Regions from separate parts of the Sus scrofa genome. Here region 1 is linked to region 2. Evidence: chromatin contacts called from public promoter capture Hi-C data. All regions are on one chromosome and are shown on one strand. The core of a region is the stretch at or near the end of the contact, and the rest is flanking DNA. Distances in the headings are between cores, read along the strand shown.

What was found. Promoter capture Hi-C pulls out the DNA fragments that hold promoters and counts their contacts.
Region 1: a contact with region 2 is called in a promoter capture Hi-C map of liver, with 2.9 times the contacts expected there. The contact joins the promoter of CCT8 here to the promoter of N6AMT1 in region 2. A contact is called at or near these places in 1 of 5 promoter capture datasets (liver) and 2 of 2 datasets of contacts at active chromatin or transcription factors (alveolar macrophages and skeletal muscle).

The regions. Positions count from the first base shown.
Region 1 is chr13:192,418,966-192,425,490 of Sscrofa11.1, reverse strand. It overlaps CCT8 (T-complex protein 1 subunit theta), which reads left to right and starts at 2,025. Exons shown (of 16, transcript XM_003358899.4): 1 at 2,025-2,182; 2 at 4,663-4,753; 3 at 6,038-6,117. The coding sequence starts at 2,123.
Region 2 is chr13:192,246,791-192,253,325 of Sscrofa11.1, reverse strand. It overlaps N6AMT1 (hemK methyltransferase family member 2), which reads right to left and starts at 4,815. Exons shown (of 6, transcript XM_021070868.1): 1 at 3,943-4,815; 2 at 3,837-3,839; 3 at 1,355-1,439; 4 at 469-559. The coding sequence starts at 4,255.

The DNA.
Region 1 (6,525 bases), core at 776-3,275, 170 kb before region 2:
CTAATTCAACCCCTAGCCTGGGAACTTTCATATGCCCCAGCGAGCCGCCCTTAAAAGAAAAAATAAAACAAAACAAGATTTGACGCCTTAGTCATTTTGATTAAAATTTCATCATGTCATTTTTAACCCCTTTCAGGTTGTGTGTGTGTGTGTTGGTTATGTTTATCAGCAATGCTCTCTTTGAGTTAGACAAATGAGTTTTTATTTCTTAGGGAATCCGTAAGAAAAATCTCAGGATGTCCCTAAACAATACTGAGAATTGCTAAACTCTTATGTTTTCCAACAGGTAGTTCACATAGCATTTGATTTGAGTGACGTGGCAAGTTTTGGGTTTTTTGGTTTGTTTTTGTTTTTGTTTAGCTGCACCTGGGGCATGTGTAAGTTCCAGGACCAAGGATCCAGTTGGTGCCACAGCAGGGACCCAAGCTACTGCAGTGATAATGCCCTGGATCCTTAACCCACTGCACCACAGGAGAACCTTAAAAGTATTTTTTAGTACATATGTATTTTCGGTGTTCATTAGAAAAAGTTATAATGAATACACTTGACACATGATTACTCCTTAAAGTACACTAAATTTGTCCCAATTTAAGGGAAATAAGTCATTCGCAAGTGTTCAAGCAAAGAACAAAAGTCCAGCCAAAGTTCTGCTCCACTTTTTTTTTTTTTTTGTATTTTCAGCAAAAGAGTGGATTACTTTCACATTCTATTACCATTTAATTTTTTTTAAATCAGCCATGTGTTGACGTAGTTAGACAGAGAGGTTAGGTTTTAAAGGATTCTGTGAGAGTAAAAGGGATTTATATTTCCAAGAAAAAGCAAGAAAGAGTAATGTAGTTGGTTAACAATGTGCATATTGCAATCAACTTGATCTGGGTAGGAATCCTAGCATTAGCATTACTAGTGCTGTGATCTTGCACAAATCGTCCTTTGTAAACTGCAAATTCCCCTTCTATCAAACGGAAATAAAAGGAGTTCCCGTCGTGGCTCAGCAGAAACAAATCTGACTAGCGTCCATGAGGAGGCAGGTTCGAATCCTAGCCCCGCTCAGTGGGTTAAGCATCCCTGATTTTCCACAGACACGGCTTGGATCTGGCGTTGCTGCGGCTGTGGTGTAGGTCAGCAGCTGTAGCTCGGATTCCACCCCTAGCCCCAGGTGAGGCCCTAAAAGATAAAAGAAAAAACAAACAAACAAACAAAAAAACCACCAAAAAACGGAAGTTCCTGTTGTGGCACAGTGGAAACGAATCCGACTGGGAACCATGAGGTTGCAGGCTTGATCCCCGGCCTTGCTCAGTCGGTTAAGAATCCCGTGTTGCCAGAAGCGGTGGTGTAGGTCACAGACGCAGCTCTGATCCCAATGCTGTGGCTGTGGCATAGGCCGGCAGCTGTAGCCCCAGTTGGAGCCCTAGCCTGGGGAACCTCCATATGCCAGCGGGTGCGGCCCTAAAAAGCAAAAACAAACAAAACCTAAAAGCCAAACAAAAAACAGAAATAAGAATTACCTTGTAAGATTAACCATTAGCTAAGATACTGCGTGTAAAGCAAATAGCACAGAGCCTGCAGCATAGGAGTAATCAGTATGCAGCTGTCCTTAGAGGTTTTATTTACCAATTTCAAGTCCCCAGAGCTTATACAGCAGGGAACACGCTTAACGGTAGATTCTGAGGTGCTCTGCCTCAGAAAAAAGAAAAGGGCACACCTGCCCTGATGTTGTAGGAAGGTCTGGAAGGTTACAAGGAAGACAATTTTGTAAAGGCACGGCTTGCAGGTACGAACTGATAAAACTCAAACATCCCAGGCAGCAGCCTACGGAAGGAAAAACCCGAGCGAGCCACAGCTGTCCGGCAACCTGCGCGTGCGACGGCCGGAAGGTGGAGAGCTCACGCCCCCGGCCCGCCCATCAATCGACCTGATCGAGGATCCTCATTTCAGTCTGGCTACGCGAACTGCTCCTTCTCGCGATGCTTCACTACAGGCGACTCGGGAAGGGGCGGCCCGGCTGGAGAGAAAGGCGGAGCGTGAGGCCGCCGCACGCTGCGTTCCCAGGAGGCTGTGCGCGCCCCTCACTTCCTCCGGGATCTTCTGAGCGGGCGCGTGAATAGCTACCTGCCGTCTGGCCATGGCGCTTCACGTCCCCAAGGCTCCGGGCTTTGCCCAGATGCTCAAAGAAGGAGCGAAGGTAAGAAAAGGAGGAAGGGGGAGTGAGGTGGGAGAGTCGGCACAGGGCTGCGGCGGTCGTGGCGAAGGAGAAAGGCCTACTAACGGGCCGGGCATGCTTCCACGACACGGCGGTCGGAGGGAGAGAAGATTCCAGAAAGGGAGGTGTTCTTGGGAGGGCTCGGCCGCGGAGGCCCGCAGGAATTTCGGTTCTTTACCGACCCCTGGAAGGGTCGAGGGGGCAGAGGCGGCGAGTGGGGGACGAGGCCGCAGGCTTCGCGTTTTATATTTCGCGTTTTATAGCGGGTCAGGCGTGACGTCCGCCCCGTGCGTTTTTTTATCCTTCGGTAAAACGGCGATGATGAGGCGCTCCTTTAGAACGTGAAGCTGGTGAAATTGCTTTGGAACGGCGAAACCGCTTGACACAGTTGAAGGAGTGGGTGGTGCAGAGGGGAGGACAGTCTTGATAGCTTTCTTCCAAATGAGAGCAGAGGGCTCCCCATTTAGTTCGCAGAAGTAGTGCATTATAGTAGGATAAACATTAATTACAATCCGAGTGATTTGTGGCCCCAGCTTAGGTTAGCTAGCTCAGTGTAAAACATCCTTTTGGGTCTTGCTTTCCTCATACATATAAAATTGAGACTGGACGAAAGGAGTTGTAACCTAAAAGGTTTAAGTGACTCCCTGGCCTATGTAAAACTACTTTGTTATGGTGAGGTCTTGGACGTAATTTCAAAAGCATAGTCTTTTAAAAACATCTTAAAGCACTGAATAAATGTATCTCTTGTGTTCAAAAAGTAATGTTCCTTCATTTGTCCCCCAATTTTTTGTATTTAATTGAAGGAACATAGATGAGTGTGGTTCCACTTAACCCTAACCGTTTTAGGGAACTGGGTTCTTGTTGGCAGGATGCACTTTTGGGATAATGTGAACATCAAGTAAGTATCAAGGTCTAATGTAAATATTGCTGAAAGAGCTTTTCTGAAAACAACATTGCTCACTTTTTAAAAGGCTGAAAATTTTCAGTTTTTATTCTTCTGAGGCAGAAATAATAAATGAGCAACTAAACAAGGATAATTTCAAATAGTGATAAAGGAAATAGGAAAGTCTGCTTCTAAAAATAAAGGAAGCATCAGGGAGATCAATTAAAAAAGATATTCAGGCAAGAACTCTCAACTAAGTGCTTAGTGGTGGACAGAACCAGCCAAGATTAAAGGCAGAAGTGTTCCAGGCTGGGGGACCACTAAGTACAAAGACCCAAAAGATGGAATGATTTTTACCTTTCAAAACAAAATAAGAAAGGTGAGGGGGCTGAAGCTTATGGAGGAAAGGCAGGAATGGTAAGAGATGAATTTAGAAGAGCTGTGGGCAAGGGTTAGAATGTATAGAGCTTTGTGGCCCTGACAAGGAATTTACATTTTATGCTAAGAGTGATGGGAAGTCATCGAAGGGTTTGAGAGGATCTGCTTTATAATGACATGATTGTTCCTCAGAAAATGGGCATAAGGAGAAAAACAAGAGTGTAAGGCAGGAGATCAGATTAAGTGCTATTTTAAGTCTACCTGTGTCCCTGAAGACAGACAGATCTAAAGTAGTGGTTATTAATCTTATTTGGATCCTAGTTCCCTTTATGAGTGTTGCAAAAGCCATGCTCTGTACTATGGAATATACACATTATCTAGGTGTGATGATGGAAATGTTCTGTATCAGCACTGTCCAGTGTGGCATCCACTAGCCACATGTAGCTACTGGGCACTTGAATTGTGCCTAGTGCAATTGAGGGGCTGAAATTTTAAGTACTTTAAATATGCACTTGCAGCTAGTGGTTATTACATAGGGCAAAACAGCTCTATAAAAATATTCGTGAGAACAGTAGGCTCTTTAAATTTATCTGAAACCACAAGCAAATCCCAAGTCTAAAATAAGTCCCTTGTAAAACTTGAGAATTTTAGTACTATGAGCAGTTTGGCAGTTTTCAATGTGTACGCATTGGAATTGTGTTGCATTTCAAAAGCGTGTTCAAAATCTGTGTGCTTTAGTTCCTAAACATTAACGAGGCAGAAATGCTAACTCCCAGTGAACATAGAACTGCTGGTTTTATGGTGCTTGGGTTCTAACACCATAAATATTCATACCACATTTCAGCTTTTACAAAGTACTGATAAAAAGGTATTTTTACCTGAAATAGTTCGTATGCATTCTGTAATGACTCTTAGCTCTCTTCCCTGCACTTTTCACAATTTAAGATTACAGGCTTTTGTTCTGATGTAAGGAGGTGGGTGTCTGTAGTCCCTAAAAAGTCATGCTTTTATTCATTCATTTAGCTAGTGGGCGAATTCATGGCTCATTTGTGAATACCAAGCCCCATATTTAACATATATAAATCTTGCTTGATAATCTCCACAATCCTCTGAGACAGGTACAGTTATATTACCCCCATTTTACAGGTGAAGAAAGTGTTGAGTTTTACTGTCCTGTAAAATCAGAAGTTTTCTTTTACAGCATTTTTCAGGTTTAGAAGAGGCTGTCTACAGGAACATACAGGCTTGCAAGGAGCTTGCCCAAACGACTCGTACAGCATATGGACCAAATGGTAATTTCTTTCTTTCTTTCTTTCTTTTTTTTTTTTTTTTTGTCTTTTTGCCATTTCTTGGGCCGCTCTCGTGGCATATGGAGGTTCCCAGGCTAGGGGTCAAATCAGAGCTGTAGCCACCAGCCTACACCACAGCCACAGCAACGCGGGATCCAAGCCGCTTCTGCAACCTACACCACACAGCTCACGGCAACGCCGGATCCTTAACCCACTGAACAAGGCCAGGGATCGAACCCGCAACCTCACGGTTCCTAACCACTGGATTCATTAACCACTGAGCCATGATGGCAACTCCCCAAATGGTAATTTCTAAATTCATGTTTTAAAAGATACAGTAATAGAATTTTGTGTACTGGTTCTTTGAAATTAGTTTTGAAGACATTACATGTGAATTGATATTTTTAGCCATAATACAGTGTTACTTTGAAAATTAGTTCATAGTTCAGTGACACCAGTACACTATATCTAATCTGTAACTAGCAATTCAGGTCTTTTTAGAAAAGTAGGAATCAAAATGTTACTTTTTGTCCTATTGAGAGGATAGAAAAGTTAAGGCCCTTTCACCATGGAGATAGTACTTAGTGTTCTACATTGTCACAGATGTGGTTATAGTTTTATATAAAGTGACATCATAATTTAAGGGACTTATGGGACATTTCCATCCCAAAAAACTCTATTGGACAAGGACTGATAGAGGAAATTGGGCAAGCCCAATGGAAGAAAACCACATCTTTCTGGACCCCCATGTTGGTAACCCCCATCTTTAAGGGATAAAAATCCCTATAGGACAGTAGAGAGGGGGACACGTCTTCCCCTTCCCAGCTGTCCTGGGAGCTGTTTGCTTTCCTGTAATGAAGACTTTGCTTGCTTGCCGAAAAAAATAATAATTTAAGGGAGAAGTATTCTCTCTTGCCTCTTACCATCAACTGAATTAACTGATACAAATTTATGGAGTAAGCAAAAAAGTTAACGTACTTTTAAGTAGATTGCATCAGTCTTTGTACATGTTAACGTAATTTGTATTTATTGAACAAAAATATCATGAAATTGGCATCCTCCATAGTAAACGTTCTAGGAGAGTACAAAGGAAAGAGTACTGGAGCACAGTCAGGAAAAGCCACGGGGCCATGAAATAATCTTAAAAATTAGGGGGTGTGTTTTGAGTTTTTACAAAATTCTTTTAAGTAATGGATACAAATTTGTATTTCTTGACTAGATTTTCTTGGGTATTTGGAGAAGGATTTAAGTAATGATGGATGTCTTTTTCTAATTACTATTTTTGAGGAATGAACAAAATGGTCATCAACCACCTGGAGAAGTTGTTTGTGACAAATGATGCAGCAACTATTTTAAGAGAGCTGGAAGTAAGTGATTTCTTTAAAAAAGCCAAGACATGTTTTGGTGACGTTAGAAATTCAGTATAGTTTAACATAGAGGAAGCCACTTATTTTAGACTGTATGTTAAGGAATTTTTTTGCCCCAACTTGAAGATGTACAGATTTTCCTAATTATGAAAAGCTTCATTATGTTCAACATGTTAACAACTGCAATTTAATCTCCTAAATTATTTATGGAGGAATTGGTAGGGATAAAAATGTATTTGCTAATAATCATATTAAATTGAATATGTTGTCTTATTCCGTAGCGTGTCACTAAAGTGAACTTTTCTATTACGGAGAAACAGCCATACCGGTTTAAAACAAATTGTCTTTGTGGAAATAGTTGTTGGAATTTTGCTTTGTTCACCTGCAGTTTTGATGTTACAGAAGTTT
Region 2 (6,535 bases), core at 3,566-6,065:
AGGATACTAGTTGGATCCATTTCTGCTGCACCACAATGGGAACTCCCAACATTTGTTATTTGTGTTCTTTTTCCTTTTCTGGCCACACCTGAGGCATGTAGAAGTTCCGGGGCCAGGGACTGAACCTTTGCCACAGCAGTGACCTGAGCTGCTACAGTGATAAACATTAACCTGCTGTGCCACAAGAGAACTCCTGGAATTTACTTTGTTTAGCAGGTTAAAGTTAATTAACTAGGAGTTCCCTATGGTGCAGTGTGTTAAGAACTTGGCATTGTCACTGCAGTGGTTTTGGCCACTACTGTGGCTTGGGTTTGATCCCTGGCCTGGGAACTTCTGCACGCCACAGGTACGGCAAAGGAAAAAAAGTTAATTACTCACTCAAGTTTCTTTGACCTAAATCATCTTGACCTTAACTTACTTGAAAAGAAAATTAATTATTACAGTACTGGACAAAGACTAATAGCTTACCAAATCTGTAATTATTGGTTGAATGTGGACTTTGTTACAGCGTGCTGTTTCCAGGGTACAGGCTGCTGCCTCAGGGTTGACATCAGTGCACCTATAAACAGAAAAGAAAAACTATATCCTATGTCTCTGGACAAAAATTCAAGGAATGTTCCATTCTTTTTACATCAAGCAGATTTAGAAAAAAAACTGGAATGCTTTAGTAATGATGAATAAAAAAAGAACCAAGATTTACTACATTGATAATAAAAACTGTTATACTGATGTAATGTCTAAGAATAGAAGAACACATTTATAAGTATAAATATTTGAAGGAATTAAATTATGAATCCAATGAAGGAATACTACATAGCTACCAAAAACGAATATTAAAAGGATAATGCTTCTGATACAATATGAAATGAAAAAGAGGAAATTTAAAAAAGTGAAGGAAATACACTTGGACTACCTGTGGTAAAATTTATAGGTGAATAAAGAAAATTTATTTTCTTCTTTATATTTCTATATTCTCAAATATTCTAAAAAGAAATTTTAGGAGTTCCTGTCGTGGCGCAGTGGTTAACGAATCCAACTAGGAACCACGAGGTTGCGGGTTCGATCCCTGTCCTTACTCAGTGGGTTAAGGATCTGGCATTGCCGTGAGCTGTGGTGTGGGTCACAGACACGGCTTGGATCTGGCGTTGCTGTGGCTGTGGCATAGGCTGGCCGCTACAGCTCTGATTAGACCCCTAGCCTGGGAACCTCCATATGCTGCGGGTGCGGTCCTAGAAAAGGCAGAAAGACAAAAAAAAAAAAAAAAAAAATAAATTAGTAATTTCCAATTTTTTTATAAAGAATTACATATTCAAGTTTAGAGATGATATGGATGACTTTGGATACTTATACTTACATGTACAAAGCCTGAGGACCTATCACAGAGGCTAGGAACGCAGATACCACTCCAGACCCTGACCCTACTTCAAGGCATATTTCCACTCTAAAAAACCAAAATAGAGTAAGTATTATACAGTTGTATTAAAATATACATAAGAGAAAACAAAGCATGCTGCTTTTAATGTGGATTCTCTAGCATCCTTCACCTGCAACATGTATAGAAGTATAAAAAATTTATAAATAAGCTAATTCTGATAACCACTTTTTGCTTCTTTAATATCGCAGAGCTCAAAACTTAAAATTTTGTAATTTAAGCCTGTAAAATAGTAATATAATAGTTTTCAATTTTTCTATAAAACATTACATAAAAAACTATAGAACATTAATTAAGGATTGGAAATATTAATATGGAAGACATCAGCCCTTCTCACAAGGAGCTCCAAACTTGGTATTTCCTAAAATGCTAGGGTTAGTACTATTAAAATTCACATATGAACAATTATTTTCTTTATCATTTTAAAGTAATTCAGGAGCTCCTGGGAGTTCCCGTCTCAGCGTAGCGAACCAAATCCGACTAGGAACCATGAGGTTGTAGGTTCAGTCCCTGGCCTCGCTCAGTGGGTTAAGGATCTGGCATTGCTGTGGTTGTGGTGTAGGCCAGCAGCCACAGCTCCAATTGGACCCCTAGCCTGGGAACCTCCATATGCCATGGCTGTGGCCCTAAAAAGACAAAAAAAAAAAAAAAATCATAAAGTAATTCAGGAGCTCCTGTTGTGGTGCAACAGAAACGAATCTGACTAGTATCCATGATGATTTGGGGTTCGATCCCTGGCCTTGGTTGGTGGGTTGGGGATCCTGCGTTGCTATGAGCTGTGGTGTAGGTCGCAGATGCTGCTTGAATCCTGAGTTGTTGTGCCTGTGGTGTAGGCTGGCAGCTGCAGCTGTAGCTCCAATTCAACACCTGGCCTGGGAACTTCCAAATGCCACAAATGTGGCCCTGAAAAGCAATATAAATAAATAAATAAACCCAAAAAACTGAAGTAATCATAAATCCATCAGCATATCCCAGAGAAAGCAAAGTTCCCCCATTCTACTAATAAACAGACTTAGGCAAAGAAGTTCCAAATTTGTATACCTCTTCACTAAATTGGGAAATATCCAAGTATCTGATCTTAGAATGTTAATAATATTCTTAAGAGTGCTCTTGAATATAGTAAATTCTGGATTTACTGTATTTGTCCTTGCCTATAATCTTATATATCCATCAAAGGCCCCATTATCCCCATTACAGAAAAAGGCTGGATGGGACTTAGGGGCCTCTCTAGCACTACCTTCCCCAACAACTCTCAAAAACAACAAACTCTAGGGGTTTCTAACTTTTGGAACCATTCCATATCAGACAAGCCTTTATTGTGCTGGAGGAAGTCTTTTGAATCCTACCAGGCGGCTTCTATTTGAAAATAACTATCATGCCCTCATAAACAATTAGAATTCCAAGATCAGAAATATCCAAGGCTTTAAAACAAAATCAACTCCTTTTACAGCATACTTTGCAAGGCAATTTGTGCTTGTAAATCTTTCTGGGGTATCTTGAGAATAAAAGACAAGTTATAAAACAAAAACAGTACTGTTCCATTCTATATTCCAGTATGTCCAAAAGTTCTACTATTTCTAATGAAAAACTAGTTTAATAAGGGCTGGGGCATTTTATATATGGAAAAATCTGACCAACAGAAACAAATATAATACGGATTTTGGAAGATGACAGCTCAGTTTCATCCTGAGAAAACCCATTTCAAGTTTTGATCTCCAAATCAATTACCCAAATGTCTTTCATTGAAAAAAAAAAAAAGGACAATGTAGATATTCACTCTTTTCATATTAATTTATAATTTACACTGAGTACTTAAAAAAGTCAATTTTAATACTTTACTGGGTGTTCGGGTAAATTCTATAGGCGGCTACCTGCATTTTACTTTACATTTTTTTACAATTAAATGAAAAATTCAGTACTAGTCTCACTTCAGGAGCTACATGTGGCTAAGGGCTGGTGCCACACAGCTGAGTATGCTATTCAGTGGGCTTAAATACACTCCCCTACACACCCTCGCCAATACTTCACACCCTCGTTTCATTTTCTGCACCCCTCCACTGCTAGAGGATGCTTTTAAGCACCGAGTAAATTAAACAGTGCCACGCAGCATAGATACTTCCTAAAAATTGATATTTACTAAAAATGTCCTAACAATTTTTTCAAGCAGTGCTTTCGGAAAGTTTTGTTTTTGAATGTGTCACAATACCGCTCCTCGTAGGGGGACATACCCTCCAGACTAACAGCTGAAAGGTAAAAATACATCCTGGCGTGGTAAGGAAGCACGGGGCCTCCGGGAACCAAGACATCACCTTGGCAAAAGCGGATAGATGCTTGCCACACTGCTTACGTCTCTCTACGGGAAAATCCTCAGGTACGGTGTGCTGGTCGCCAAGCGGGCCGACACCGCCTCCTCCCGGGGAGGGCGGCGACAGTCCTTGCCTTGGTCCTCCGCCGCCGCCTCGCCAGGACTCCCTCGCCCTCTCCCGCGGGGACCCTCGCCCTCCTCGCACCCTGAGAATTCGGCCCCGCCGCCTCAAGAGCGTCCAGCAGCAGAAACGTGTCCTCCGCGGGCTCGTACACGTCGCTGAAGACGCCACGACCCACATGCCCGTACTCCGGCGTGGGGAAGCTCGGGGCCGGGCCGCCATATTCTCGCTTCCTCCTCACGCGCAAGCGCCAGAAGTGCGCATGCGTACGTGCAAAGGCGCCAGCCCGCCGGTGGAGGCGGGGCACCGGGGCGGAGAGTCGCTTAGCTCGCAGGTTGTTAGTAGCTGCTGTCGGAAATTTTAAGTAGAAAGTTGCATACTCTGCAACTACAGACATTTGCTTTCTTCTTTAGAATATTAAAACTTACTTTATTTTATGGAGCACGTAGAGGCATCTTCTATTGTTTTTGGTTAAGGGGAATGTTTTATCCCCCTCCTTATTCAGCATCTACACATTTTCTATTCCTAGTTTGCAAAGATTTGAAAAAAAAAAACATGATGGAATGGTTACTAAATTTTACCTTTTATTTCTCCTACATCAGTTGAACTGTCAACTTTCAGCCTTAAGATTAAGAATTTTTTCCTTTATTTCATTTTTCAGTGTCGTATGTTACAAAAAGTGCCTGTTGACTGGTGAATTTTATAAACCTCACTCAAGCAAGATTGATATATTTTTCTTTTAATGCACTGCTGTATTTGGAATGGTAATGGTCTAGCTCTGTTTCTTATCAGGGTTATGCTATCCTTTGGTCATTGTTTCTGGAACATATGGTAGAACTACCTATGATATTGATTTGGCTTCGTGCTTCTCTGATGTTTTGGGGCATACCCTATACGTTATTAGACTATTCAGATATTTGCATTCTTTTTAAGTCAATTTTTGAAATTTGTGAATAAAATTTGCTCAGTGGGTTAAGGATCCGGCGTTGACGTGAGCTGTGGTGTAGGTTGCAGACGCAGCTCGGATCCCGTGTTGCTGTGGCTCTGGCGTAGGCCTGCGGCTACAGCTCCGAGTAGACCCCTAGCCTGGGAATCTCCATATGCCGAGGTAGTGGCCTTAGAAAAGACAAAAAAAAAAAAAAAAAAAAAAAAAATTCTGTCTGGAATGACCAATATCAATTGGTAAGCATTTAGTTTTTTCCACGTTTTCACTATTATGAAAAATACTGTAATTGGCTTCCTTAAACATGACTTTTTCTAGCTTTTACAGTAATCTCCTGGGATTCAGCCCAGAATGGGTCAACAGTGTTGTAATGTATACACATTTTTTTTCATTTTTATAATTACAGTTATTTGAAATATTGTGCCAATTTCTGCTGTACAGCAAAGTGATCCAGCCATAGATACATACGCATTCCTTTTCTCATACTATCTTCCATCATGCTCTGTCCCAGGAGATTGGATGCAGTTCCCTGTACCATACAGTGGGACCTCATTGCCTATCCATTCGAAATGTAATAGTTCACATCTACTAACTCCAAACCTCCAGTCCATCCCACTCCCTCCCCCTTCCCCTTGGCAACCACAAATCTGTTCTCTATGTCTATGAGTTGTTTCTGCTTTGTAGATAGGTTCATTTGTGTCATATTTTGGATTGGTATTTGTCTTTCTCTTTCTGACTTACTTAACATGATAATCTCTAGTTGCAACTATGTTGCTGCAAATGGCCTTATGTTGTTCTTTTTTTCTTTTTAAGGCCACACGCATGGAATATGGAAATTCCCAGGCCACAGAGACAACGGGTTGGGTCCTTAGCCCACTGAGCCACATCAGGAACTGCAGGTCTTTTTATTTTTATTCCTTCCATCTGTCTTAGATTGGACTACCTGAAACAGACTCGATGTGGAGGTATGTGTATGGGAAGTTTATTGCCAAAATTCTCTAAGAAACAATATCTGTGAGGGAGAGAGAAGCAGGGTAGAGCAAAGGGAGAAGCTGAGCCATGATGCAGTTGCAACCAAGGCCTCAGCTGTCCTTACATGGAACTTCAAGTAAGAGGACCTGTGTGCCTTTGAAGAGAGGATGTAAACTTGGGCAAGCATTTCTTTTTCCTGAAGACAGTTCCTGGGAAGAGACTTGGCTGAGAACTGTCGGCAGCCAACAGGGGGTAGGTTGAGTGCCTTGGTCCATAAAGAGGAATCTGGGTGGCTCACTACAGCGCCCCCTACACCATCTTATCATATCATCTCTTTAATTGAACATATTACTGAATTACTGAGGCTGCAACCCTCAAAACTACACTTTATTTTATTCTTTTGGAGTGGCAGTAAAGCCATTTTATTTATTTATTTGTATTACATTTTTTAAGAATTTTGGGTGATTTATAATGTTGTGCCAATTCCTGCTGTACAGCAAAGTGACCCAATCATACATATATACATATATATATGTCTATATGCCAAGACCAGCTGAGCAGGATGGGGCTGAAGAACGGGTGCTGTGAAACTTAAGGAGTAAAGTTAACATAAAACAAGACACAGAGACATTTATTTTAAGTAAAAGTGGGAACCAGGGGACACAAGGTCTCAGGGACCAAAAGCCCCACCTCAAGAAACCACACCGCTTTTATTGTTCTCAAGTGAGGAGGGGCCATGGGTAGAGAATATAGGGTTTACTA